2 separate regions of the Cyprinus carpio genome follow, and region 1 is linked to region 2. The links are chromatin contacts, called in public Hi-C maps. All regions are on one chromosome and are shown on one strand. Each heading gives the region's core, a stretch centred on a gene start, on an enhancer-like site or on the middle of the called end of the contact. The rest is flanking DNA. Distances are from core to core; before and after follow the strand shown. Region 1 has its middle 41 kb from the start of LOC109077241. Region 2 holds the start of LOC109077241 (divergent protein kinase domain 2A-like).

Region 1 (6,605 bases), core at 2,172-4,671, 41 kb before region 2:
TGACTATAGAGGCCTCATATAGTGAAGTCATTATCACATTCAAGAAACCAGTTAGAGATGATTAGAGCTTTGAGAAATGGCGTGTTATCCTGCTGGAAGTAGCAATCACAAGATGGGTTCACTGTGATCATAAAGTGATGGACATGGTCAGCAACAACACTCAGGTAGGCTGTGGCATTTACTGTAAACAGTGCTTAATTGGTGCTAAGGGTCTCAAAGTGTGCCAAGAAAATATTTCCCACACCATTACACTACCAGCAGCAGCCTGAAACCCTGGTACAATGCAGGATAGATTCATGCTTTCAAATTGTTTATGCCGAATTCTGACCCAACCAGAAATCAAGACTCATCAGACCAGGTGACCTTTTTCTTTTTTGAATCTTCTGTTGTGCAATTACTGTATGGTGAACCTGTGCAAATTTTAGCCTCAGCTGCTTTTGACATGATGTGAGTTAAGAGACGCTCTTCTGCATACCGTGGTTGTAACCAGTGATTATTTGAGTTACAGTTGCTTTTCTATTAGCTCGAACCAGTCTGGCTTTTCTCCTCTGACCTCTGGCATAAACAAGTCTTTTTCGCCCACAGAACTGCTGCTTACTGGATATTTTCTCTTTTTCGGACCATTCTGTGTAAACCCTAGAGATGGTCGTGCATGAAAATCCCAGGAGATCAGCAGTTTCTGGATTACTCAGACTAGCCTGTCTGGCACCAGCAACCATGCCACATTCAAAGTCACTTATATTATAACACCACAAGTCACTTGAACAGCAGCAGATAATTTTGACCTTGTCTAAATGCATAAATGCATTGATTTGCTGCCATGTGATTGGCTGCAAATTATGTCATTAATTACTCAACCTCATGTCGAACCAGACCTGTAAGTCCTTTATTCGTCTTCTGACACAAATTAATTTTTGATGAAATCAGAGAGCTTTCTGACCCTGCATGTGTTGTGATACTCCCCTGAACGCGTGGCAAAGACTTACATGAAAGAGAAGAAATTTTTGAATAAAGTCTTTATTTTTGTTTTCTTTGTGCACAAAAAGTATTCTCGTAGCTTCATAACATTAAGGTTAAAATACTGATCTCACATGGACTATTTTATCAGTCCTTACTACCTTTCTGGGCCTTAAATGTGTCAGTTGCGTTGTTGTCTATGCACGGTCAGAGAGCTCTCAGATTTCATCAAAAATTTCAAAGATGAATGAAGGTCTTGTTTGGAATAACATGAGGTAATTAATGACAGAATTTTCATTTTTGGGTGAACTATCCCTTTAACACTGCTGCCTGAGGGTTTCTAACACAACATCTGAGGGAATAACAGCAAATTTGACTTATTTCTCTCTAATATTTTTCTCCTATCTTGTAAAGACATAGAAACGCCAGTGTGGATTTTTTTTTTTTTTAATTCCTGAAAATGTAAATGCAAAACATAATGTTTTGTTGTACTATCCATTCACCACTGTAAAAGTATAACCAACTATGATGACTTCCACTTTTGAGGTCCCTGCAAAGTTGAAATTGGTCCATAAAAATAAATATGGTCAATTTGATATTGTTTTATAAAATTCATATTTTAAATATGTGCATGTATTTACATGAAAAATATTAATATTATAATATTATTTTAAATATATAAACGTAATAAAAAAATACATTTGTCAAAATTATAATTTTAAAAAGTTCAGTTTTGTTATCTTTCCATAACAGTTTCATATTTGGTTTCGTGTTATTTTCAAATTTCACTAGAAAGGATAGCGTTTAGACGAGATATGGCAAAAGCTATAGGCAGTTCTACAATATAGGCAACAATTTTGTTATTCAGTTCCAGTCAGTTTAATGTTGATTCATTCCAGTTCAATACCAGTTTTGATGTCGTAAGATTCAGCTATAAAGCAATTCTGCAGAAAAATCATAGTGCCAACATCTAGCTTAATCTTAATCTGTGTTCTCATTGTGTCAGTCAATGCGGTCATGTCAATAAATTATTAAAAGTGTCTTTCAGACTCCAACTAAGCAAGCCAGAAGGTGATCGTGGCAAGCAACCCAAACTCCATCAGGTGACAGAAAAAAAAAAAAAGTTAGTGGACCAGTTCTCCTCATGCCCAAGTGAATGAACTTGGTGTGATACTGATCGAGATAATCATACCAGCATTAAGTGGGAAGGAAGAGTTGTATTGTGTCCAGCAGATCGAAAAACAAAGGAAGAGCTGGTCTTTAGCCAGTAATAGATGACTGGCTTATTACTGGCCTTAAGGACAACGAAAGTCCTTCTTGAAAAAACTGCATTTTGGTCCCAGCTGGTCCTGGCCCAACTCGTTCATAGCTGGCTGTAGGGATCTGTGCCGAGGGCTTGACTAGATGCCAAGGTCTTCGCTGAGGACTTGTGCAGTCACCAAGGTCTTAGCTGAAGTAGCACATATTGTACATTATATTCTACATTATATCACACACAGTTAACACTGAATTCTTAGTGATGTCAATCAAACCTGGCCTAATGCATCATTAGGTCATTAATGTTTGTGTCAATGTCTCTGATCACATGTACATGGAAAAATCCAGCATGAACGTTCTGCTTAATACCTTCTTTTGCATTCCATGAAAGAAAAAGTGCAAAACAAGTTTAGAGTGACATTATAAAGAGTAAATTTTAAAAAAAAAATGTCAGTGATTTCTGCCTTTAAATAAAACTGAGACTTTTTGAAGTTTGTGGTTAAGGACAAGAGCAATGAGAAAGAACCGAACAACACTGTGTCCTGCAGTGTTGTGTTATTTGTGCCAGTAATAGAGATGGATGGCAGCGGGGTCAGTGTGTAGTTCCACACACACACACACACACACACACACACACACACACACACACGCACAAACACTCAGAGCTGTAATCATGAGGCCAACACAGCTCTAAAAGTCCCCCAGGGGGGTGTGGATGGTGTTCTTTTTTTTTTCTTCTTCTGCTCAGGTCAATAGTAATCACATCCTATGTGTGTTCTATGGGGTGGTCATGTGGGCAGTGAGAGTAATGGGGGCACAGCTGTTCAGACGCCCCGCTGTGTTGGTTTTCCAAGCACTCTCTGTTTCTCTAACCTCAGTGCCTGTGGCCATCTCACAGGGCCACGCTGACAGAAAAGACTGTAGCTCTGTTTCAAAACCTAGTGAGCTGCCTGCATATGTACCATTTTAAGATACCACAGATGTAATCCAGATGAAAAGCTTGTTTCAAATGGTAGACAACTACATTTTGCTGCCAATCTTATTACCAAATTCATCAAACGGCAGAATCATAATGCAGGAACATACAAGGTGATGGACAAAATGTTGATTATAATTATAACTCATTAATTACTGAAAGCTAGCAATAATAACACAATTAAATAATAATGATAATGTTTGCATTAAAAACTATTTTCCCCAAAACTGTGTCTGATATACTGTATATATTTAGGTAAAGGGTTAGTTCACCCAAAAATAAAAATTCTGCCATTAATTACTCACCCTCATGTCGAAAGACCTTCGTTCATCTTCGGAACATAAATTAAGATATTTTTGATGAAATCCGAGAGCTTTCTGATCCTCCATAGACAGCAATGCAACTGACTCATTCAAGACCCAGAAACATAGTAAGGCCATTGTTAAAATAATCCATGTGACATCAGTGGTTCAACCGTTTTTTTTTTTTTTTTTTTGTGTTTGTTTTTTTTATGAAACTATGAGAATACTTTTTGTGCGCAAAGAAAACAAAAAATAACAACTTCATTCAACAATTTATTCTCATCCATTTCAGTCTTCGAAAGATATAATGTCAAGATGGTGAACTGTTATAAAAAAGCTTATAGTTCATGCAATACTGGAAATTATCAGTAAAACTTGTTTAAAATGATTAGACATTGACTATTTTACCCCCAAATTGTGTAACATATACACATTTAGCTCATAGAATAATACAAATCCAAGATGGTGGACGAAATGTGGATTATAAATTTACTTATACACATGAAGAACTATAAAATTGCTTGAAATAATTTAACTATTTATTTTACCCCAAAAAAATATAAATTCGGAAACATATCAGTAAAATAAAAACAATTTAAAAATGACTATTTTACCTCTAAAATCGTTTCCTACGTATATTTATTATCAACATTTTCTACAATTTTGGGTTTACTGTATATTGCTCACTAACCTAAAAATGCATGGCTCATTATTTGGGGCTCAAATACTTTTATTTATAATCCTATACTTTTTTTAATAAGCATGATAGTAATTCATCTTATAATTCATCTAATATTGAAAAAAATTGTGTGTGCTACATATATTTAGTTCACTTAAAATATAAATCAAAGGAGAATTATAAATACAATTAGTTTAATATTGAAAACTTTGAATAAAATGAAATTAGTTTCAAATCATTAAAAATGTACTATTTTACCTCAAAATTATCTATCCATCCATTTCACAAGCCGCTTGTCCGCTTGAGTAGGTAACATGGGATGTTGGAAACTTCTGACAAATATTGATATAAATGGTTTAAAATCATAAAAAAAATTTAAATTAAAAATAAATTAAAAAAAATACCCACAATATATCAGAAGAATGAAGATAAAGTATATTCTCACACATGACCAACTTTAATGCCTGTGCAAAGTGTCCAAATCAGTCATTTATGAGTTTATATTTATCTTACTGCAGCATGCTCTTACAGACGGCAGCTGTAGCCTATAGCTAATGTTTAGAAAGAGCTTGTGTGTTCTGATTTGAGCTCTCAGCTGACAGACAGTAGATATAGAGCAGCTTATGGTGTTGTTGGTACTGTCAGGTCAGGTGCTTGTCATTTAGAGCTCAATTGTTTTATCTTTGTTTTCACTCAGTTTCTCATTCCCGCTCAGAGAAAAAACAGTACAGTTCCCCTCCAGAAGCTGTTTATTTGCTTCTTTCCTGCTGCCCCTATTTACAGTGAAATATAGCTGTAACATCTGTGCTTACAGCTTAAAATTTCAGAAAACCACAACCATGTGGTTCTTCCGAGTACATGCTGACATTTATGATGTGATGTTTTTGTCTGCATAATCAGCAACAAAGTGGCCGCAATGTGCATAAGTTTCCCGTTGAGACTGAATAACATTATTCGCAGCTGTAAATTTGCCACTTCCAAATTGATTCATGAAGTTCACTCTGTAAACCTGACCAAACATCCAGATAATGAAACAGTTTATATAACCCCACACAGCTGGACAGTCCTCTGACCAGAACGTCCAGATGTGTTCAAATTTAGGGTCTGAACAACCATTTTCTTCTGAAGCTGCAGTCAACAGTAACTCCAGTCTCAACAGCCTGCGATGCTTCAGTTCGTATTGGCAAAGGCTGCACTGCATAGACTTTTCTTCACCATCAGATAAAAATAAAGACTCCAGCATGTTTTAAATTGTACTGTACATGACCAGTATCCTGACCTGTGCGTCTGCACACTGTCATGTCAATGAAATAATGATGGCTTCTGAACTTATGGCCATTAAGGGGCCCACGCATGACTAACCAAGGCTATGTAACAAGATCATGTCTAAAGGAAAAGTTCCTCTCTTCCTCTCTGCTTCTTTCTGCAACTAAAGAAATGGTAGAACCTTATCTGTCCTAAAAAGCTCTGCATCAGACACAGGCTGGTAATATTTAAGAACTGTCGTGCTGAGCAACGTCAAAAATTAGGACCTCAAAGTCGAAATGATATCAAAAGGGAATTTATATTTAAAATGTATATTTAAATATATAAAAAATACATATATTTAAAATATTTTTGATTTATATACATTATTATTATCATTATTCTAAAATGGTCCCTGTAGTGAAATCTTTTTTTTTTTTTTTTTTTTTAAAGAAATGAATGTTTATTCGAGAAGTGTGTATTAAATGTATATATATTAAAATACCAAGCTGCATAATTGTTTTTAATTGTCATTTTTAAATTATTTACAAATATTTTAACAAGCTTTCGGCACAAAATTATTTTGTCCACCTTCTTGGATTTTTCAACACTGATAATAATAATAATAATAAATATAGCTGCAAAATTGATATTGATGTTCTCGGCATGATCCAAGGAATCCAGCAACATCAGTCTCATTACAATATGATAATATATGCAAAAATTATTAGCATTTTTAAAAATTGCTTTATAACTTTTGACCACAAGGTGGCGCTGCGCCCAAACTTTTTTAGTACCATCAGGGCATGGTGCCGAAGACGCATATCGAGTTTTGTAGCGATACATCAATGCGTTCATAAAATATAGCATATTATGACAAAATTCATAATGTCAGATGCCCAAATTGGCTGATATGGAATCATTCGACTCAGCATGATGCACCCAATCTAAAGAGACCAGTTTTGTGATCTTTGGTCAAACCATTTAGAGGTTATTAGCAAAAATAGCCATTTTTCATATCTCCTGACCACTAGGTGGCACTGTGCCAAAACACTGCAGGTTGTCTCAGGTTATGCTTGTTATAACACACACCAAGTTTGGTCTAAATACACCAAACCATTGCAGAGATATAGCCTCACATGAATTTTTGCGCACTTTTTGTAGAATTCGTCTGCGTGTTATTCGAGAA
Region 2 (7,346 bases), core at 2,289-4,788:
GCTTCACAACAAACCTGGGCTCCAACACCGCGAAACAAATCCAGTTTCTAGTTAAAACGTTCAACATATACCCTCACAAATGAATTTAAACGATGTTTGAGAATTCCAATGAGCCCGGTTACACTATGCAAACTTTTCTCCTCTCTCTCATCATATTTTAACAAAATTCCATCGTGTTGGACTCCAAAAAGTCATATGAAAAGGCAAAAAACTGCTTTTTATACTTAATAATGTTTCCAAAGTATCTCTTCAGTATCAAACACACTTAAGTGCTAAAATAAGCCAACACTGACTAATTAAGAATGTAAAAGGGTCCACCATAACCTTGATCTGAAGACATGAGCAGGTGCAAATTATACGTTACTGTCCTCAAAGGATCAGCTCTCTTCTCTATAAATGCTTAAATGATGTGTGCTGGGCCATTCATTGTGTTGCATGCTGCTGTTAGTCGCACTTATCTGTGATACTGAGAATGAAAAACCACAGCTGTCACAGTTATTGACTGTTAAAGTCAATAATGTTTGATCACACGACGTGACCGTGCCGTTATGCTGCGAGTACAACAGTCACTAACCCAACTAGTTAAAGAGCTATAAATTAACCATGCTGTGCATGTGAGAAGCCACACAGAACAGGAACCAACTGCAAATGTGAGGGGGGCAGATGTCAGCTTGCACTTTACACTCTTATGATTGATGGCTGTACTGTGTGAAAGCAAGTGGGTGACCTACATGAACCACCCTTAAAGGGACAGTTCACCAAAAAAAAATAATAATAATTAAAGCGCTGTCATTATTTATAAAGCCTCATGTCAGTCCAAACTCAATTTCGTTTACACAACATTTTCAACCAAAAATGGGAAACTTTTTATGCATTTTGCCTGTTCATTTACAGGACAACTGTGTTTGGGGGACTGAAAACGCGTTTCAAAGTGCAAGTTTTTGAAAACGCCACCATTATCGTTTCCGTGTAAACACCCAAAACGGGAATTTTTTAAAACGGTGATGTCATACACATGTGTAGTATGTGTTAGGTATGTAGACATGCGCAGTACGTGTCGATTTTAAAGGCAAGCGCGAACAAACATACACAACAACGCCAATGGTGTTGCTGCTCAACAGTTTGCTAACGCTTCTTCAGCAAAGTGTGGATTTACTTCACCAGTATTACAAGCAACAGCGGAGACCATAGACTGTATAAAAACATGGACGTAGTGTGTGTCCGTGATGTCACCCGTAGTTTTCTGAAGAGCGATTTTGAAGCTCAAAGTGGGCGGAGCGGGCCGTCGCCATCTTGGCAGCACGTCTCCGCACATCACAAGGCTTAATATAATTTAAACTTATAAGTGTCAGCAATCCATCTGTCACTCAAGTGGCCACGCCCTTAATTATGCAGAACTTTAAGGCTTAATATAATTTAAACTTATAAGTTATAAAAATAATAATAATAATAAAACAATAATATTAAAAAAGAATTCACCCCCCTCACAGTTGTCATGAAGGGCAAAATTAGCTATAAAGACCAAAATAATTTTTTGTACCAGGCTGTAAACATGTTTTTTTCTGCTGTAGAGTTGGGCATTTTAATATGGGGAGCTCCCTTTTGGAGCCAGCCTCTAGCGGCCAGTTGATGAATTGCAGTTTTAGTCACTTCCTTGTTGGCTTCACAAGAGGAAGCGGGAGGTTGCCGCTTTGCGGAGATGCATCATATACAACAAATAATCGTCACTTCCCTAAATGTACTGTTTACTAACAAGGTGAGAGCGCCAACTACTGGCCTGGCATACATAATACAGCGCTTTTGGTCAATTTCGAGGATGTGTGTAAACGCGAATCGTTTTGAAAACGTTGTCGTGTATATGTGAAACTTCTTAAAAACGCAAGGGATATTAATATTGCTCACCTCCATACAAAAGGACTATCAAACCAAAAAGGACAAAACAACACTGTAAAAGCATAATCAAAATAGTCTATTCGGATCATGCAACGTATTCCTAGTCTTCTAAAGGAATAGGATAGTGTTTTTGGGAAAAACAAACTAAAATGATTCATCAATACGATGCTGTCAACATATGGGAGATAATACTATAAAGTTACTAGTTACTATAAATCAAAGAAAGACATAAACATCTCATTCTTTGTTCCAGAGATGAAAGAGAGTTTTAAAAAAAAACACGAAGGTAAGTAGAAAATGTTTATTTTTTGGTGAACTCTCTCTTTAACACAACTTATCCCTAAAATACAGAAAAAAGTTGGACTTCTCATGTGGTGTGTCACCCACTTCCGTAGTGACTCTAATATAAGAAATTGCTGATAGGCTTCCGGAACTGGACCGCGAAACAGCTCTCTGAGAAACTTGACTTGAGCTTTGTTTGAAAGCTGCGCTTCAACCACCCGAGTATTTTAGTGCTGTGTAGCTCAGCTTTCAACTTAAACATTACATACATTATTATTATTATTACAACTAAATATTACAATCACTTGAGATTTCTGAACGTAACATAAAAAGAACATAACTGGTTTAAGTTCTCATTACAAGTGAATTATAGTCAGAAAACCCTTTACAGGTTTTGCTTTAAACACAACACAAACAAAAAACACAAACTATGACCAGCTTGACCGCTGAAGACAACAATCACCTCGGCACGTCAATCAGAAACGCGCACGCTTTAATCGCGTCAAATCTGTAATGACGCCTCATACTGCGGATAAGAGAGCACAACAGCAGGTAAACAATAGAAACGAGACTAAGTTAAGTAATGCACTCAGGAACTTTGTTTGTTAGCGCAATCGTTATATATAAACCACAGACGTGTGTAACTTATGTGAAATAAGTTACTATAAGGTACACAATCCCAAAACCTGTTAACGAAAACATGTTGTTTATCTAATCATTTTAACCGCTGGTGGTCAATAAGAATAACATGATAGCTATATCTGCATGTTAACTGTAATAATAACAACAACAACAATAATAATAATAATAATAATAAACATGCTTGAGCAACGTGTGATCCATTATCTCCGGTCCAAAATTGCAAACTTTCTCGATTCATTCGCTGTAACTTACTGGAGAACAGCAATCAACTGAAGTTACTTTCGCCGCCTCGATGCAAAGTTCGTAAATTCATAAAAAATTCATGGTTGAAATCACTGCAAATATGAAAATGAGCACATGAAATGATGACATGCAAATCCCAAAACCTACCGAATAAAAATGAGTGAAATTCCCGGTTTATTCCAGTCGCTCGAGGAAGCTTCCGTTGTCTATTTAGGAACTCCTGTCTCGCGCGCATCGATGCTTTCCCACGTTGTCCGTATGTTGCGTGCACACTGCTATAGTTTTTTCTTTATTTCTATAAAAATTTGCAGGGGTTGTCTTCTCAATCTCGATACAAGTTCAGTCTGCGAGCGTTGAAGCAGCTGCACAAAAGATCCGACTTCGCGGATCGGGTTTCGTATTTACGACCCTTCTGGTCAGTTTACGTTACTGGTTACTAAGGTGATCGTGTTGTAACTCCTCCCCCGATCTCTAGAGCGCTGCAGCTTTCACGTCCTCATGTAGGAGTGCATCCTCAGGTGAAGAGCAGACTGTCCAACATGACCCTGACCTGTGTAAAAAAAAACCTGTTTCGTGGTGGACAGCTGCTACATTTGAACACTGTGTCAGATTGTAGGTGAATGAAAATCAGTGAATATCATTTGAGTTGAACGCCCACATTACTCAATAAAGAGTTTCATACAGTTCCACGTAAGCGAAATTGCAATTGATGAGAGTGGAGAGATTGAAAGCCACTTTTGTCTATCGCTTTTTTCCCCCACGCAATTATTTTGAGTTCCCATGAGGACGTGAACATTCATTTCCTTTTATTTATGCGTAGGAAATCAAACAATAACGCAGGGAAATCACATAAGCAAACACATTTTGGGATTTTATACAATTTAGTATTATTATTTTTCACAGTTTATGACTTGACTTTGAATGAATATGCAGATAGCTTTATTTTGGCTCCGGATAAACTTTATATCAAATTATTCAATGAAAGTATTACGCTGATTACATAAGCAAACACATTTTTGGATTTTATACAATTTAGTATTATTATTTTCCACGATATATGACTAGACTGTGAATGAACAGAACATGCAAATATAGCTTCGAAAAACTGGCTCGGTTTAACCTTATATTAAATTTTTTAATGAAAGCACGATGATTAATACAAATCAATTAAAACAGAAATATATGTATATCATTTTCAAAGGAGTTAGCCTTGAAACAAAACCGTGGATCGCTCTTCATTACAAAATACAACCAGATATCAGTACTCTGGTGACATCTAGTGGTTTCTGACTTTATTTTACGAACCTTATTCACTGGCTCTAAAAGACAATTGTGGGACATGTCCAGTTGCATTTTTTGTATTTTTTTTTTTTTCAAAGCCATGTCAGTATTTATTTTAATACATGTTTAAAAAAAAATTACATTACTTTTTTTTTTTTTTTTTTTTTTTTTTAAAACAGAACACGTTAATGTGAACATGCTCAGTTACTTCTACCCTGTTCTCGACCAAGTAAGTAACACGTATATTTAATTTGTGATCCATATTGCTGGAGTTTTCTAAAATGACAGATTTTTTATTTTCATTTTTATTTTTTAATGCTTTTATTATAATGATTTCTGAAGAATCATGTGACATTGAAGACTGGCGCAATGGCTGGTGAAAATTCAGCTGTGCCATTAGAGGCATAAACTTCAACATATATTAAAATAGAATATAGTATTTAAATAGAATATTAAAATAGAAAACAGTTATTTGTAATAACATTTCATGATATTACTGTTATAACTTAAACTTTGTTTGTCTTTTTTGTGACAATGTTGTCAAAAATAAACATATTGACAAGGCTTGCTGGTATTTTTTACTTCAAGATGTTATAAAAACCAGGCAAAAAAAATAGAGGTAAAATATTAATATTATTAAATAATGTAAAAATACTGATGAAAGTAAAATTTTATTGAAAAAGTTATTTTTAACACTTTTAAGGTTCTATAGCACTTTTAAAGTATGGTTCTTTAAAGAACCTTATAAAAAAATTGGTTCTATTTAGCACCAAAAAGGTTTCTGCTGTTATAAGAAGCTGAAAAACCCAGTGAATCTGGTACTGTTTAGAACCATTTTTATTAAGAGTCTACCTTTTAACTGCATACAAATTTATAAGACTCAATGACCTTTTTAATGAATTGTTATTTTCTTTCAATTATTTCTTTTAATGGTACATCATATACCATATTCATAAGTTGTTATTTGTTCTTTCTGTATATTTGTGATTATTATTTTGCCTGAATGTTGAAGATTGAAACACTGAGAAAAGAATGCAGCCAACTGAAGATGCTGCCAATATGGTGATCCTGCATCCAAATCCTAACCCCTAAAACCTTTCACGAAATATATCTTTTGAGTATGAGTGAGTTCTCCAGAGGCCGTCTGGTGAACCTCTGTGGCCACGAACCAATCAGAGTCATTAACCTGATGTTCCAGATGAGCAGAGACAAGAATGATAAGAATATCATCCCATTATTGAGTCCATTAAGAGAGCCAGAGGAGGGAGAAGATCCATGCCGTCTGCAGTCAGATTTCATTCACCACCAGCGCAGAGATAATTAGCCGACAGATGAGACAAACCACTCATACACACACTCACAGAGCTTCGGCTCATTATCCTGGGTGACTTTGACTGTTAAGTAGCTGCTCCCTTGTGTTTTATTTGTTGACCATATGCCATTACATCAAAACTGATCTTTGCCTTTAAGGTTACTTAAAGCCAAACCAAAGCCATTAAGCAAACTACTGTACATATATATATATATATATATATATATATATATATATATATTAGTGCCCTCCACTAATATTGGCACCCTTTGTAAATATGAGCAAAGGCGGCTTTGAAAATAAGTCTGCATTGTTTATCCTTTTGATCTTTCATTAAAAAAAAAAAAAACAAAAAAAAAAAACACAAAATTCTAAACTGTCATTGAAGTAAAGCAATTGAAAGTGCTAGGAAAGTCTCACTGTGAAATAAATGCTTTCTCTAATTCATGTTAACCACAATTATTGGCTCCCAATTATTGCAATGTCCTTTTCCCAAGATAACAGCTCTGGGTTTTTTCCTATAATGCCTGAAGAGTTTGGAGAACACCTGACAAGAGATCAGAGACCATTCCTTCATCCAGAATCTCTCCAGATGCTTCAGATTCACAGCTCCATGTTGGTGCTTCTTCTCTTCAGTTCACCACACTCATTTTCTATGAGGGTTCAGGTCAGAGGACTGGGATGGCCATGGCAAAAGTTTGTATTGGAACTCTTAGACATTGGCTTACTTGTCCTTTTGTTATTTCTGTTTGTTTCATTTGTTGAGATTGTATTTTTCTTGTTTGTAGTATTTGATTATTTGTTGTAAATTCCTGTGAATAATAGCTTATTGGGATGTAGGGTTTAGATGCCAATTTTTTTCTTATAATTATGTAATTTCTTTTTCTTTTCTTTTGATGACGTTAGAAAGAGGGATGGTTGAGATTGGGGTTTTGGTTATTGCTTTGGCCTTGTCGGAATGTGAGGTTTTCCCAATCTTTTCTTTCTATCTTTATTGTAATAAACTCCCTGAAACAAAGCCTATGTCTAAGAATAGTTTCTATGCTGCCCCTAGATGGGCCGTAAGAATTATTATCCTGATGGAAGATCCAACCACGGCCCATTTTAAGATTTCTAACAGAGGCAGTCAGGTTTAGATTTTTTATCTGTTGGTATTTGATAGAATGTATGATGCCAAGAATCTCCGGCAGAAAACCAGGCACTACAACATTAAAGATCCAGCAGTATATTTAAACATAGACATGGGGTACGTTTTATCCCTGTTTGTACTAAACCCATCTGGTGGTTTTGCTGCCAAAAGCTCTTTTTTAAGTTTCATCTGACAATAGAAGCCAGTGCCATTTGGTTGTGTCTGACAACTGAATATGCTGGAGTTTGTTTTTGGATGAGCAAGGAGTTTTTTTCTTGAAATGCTTTCGAACAACATGTGGTGATTGTTTGATGGCTGTTTTATTGTTTTTATTTTTTTAGGCTTTCTGACCATAAGACTCAACTACTCTCTGCAGTTCTCAAGCTGTGATGCTTGGAGAGTCTTTGGCCACTCAAACTCTCCTCCTCACCGTGCATTAGGACGCTATAGACACACGTCCTCTTCCAGGTAGATTTGTAACATCTTTAGTTGATTAGAACTTCTTAATTATTGCCCTGATGGTGGAAATGGGGATTTCAATGCTTTAGCTCTTTTCTTACGGCC

What was found. A called contact is a pair of places that touch in the nucleus more often than the background predicts.
Region 1: a Hi-C map of skeletal muscle shows a contact between it and region 2, with 2.2 times the contacts expected there. The contact joins the enhancer-like site here to the promoter of LOC109077241 in region 2. A contact is called at or near these places in 3 of 8 Hi-C or Micro-C datasets (liver and skeletal muscle).

What each region holds. Positions count from the first base shown.
Region 1 is chrB2:7,314,062-7,320,666 of ASM1834038v1, reverse strand. No RefSeq gene overlaps it. Among protein-coding and RNA genes, the nearest start is that of LOC109077241, 41 kb to the right of the region's middle. Within about 2 kb of position 3,421, at least 2 of the 8 cell types and tissues checked have an H3K27ac peak or open chromatin away from gene starts, as enhancers often do. A contact at or near this core is called in skeletal muscle, where this site is marked.
Region 2 is chrB2:7,272,434-7,279,779 of ASM1834038v1, reverse strand. It overlaps LOC109077241 (divergent protein kinase domain 2A-like), which reads right to left and starts at 3,538. Exons shown (of 3, transcript XM_042717926.1): 1 at 3,208-3,538.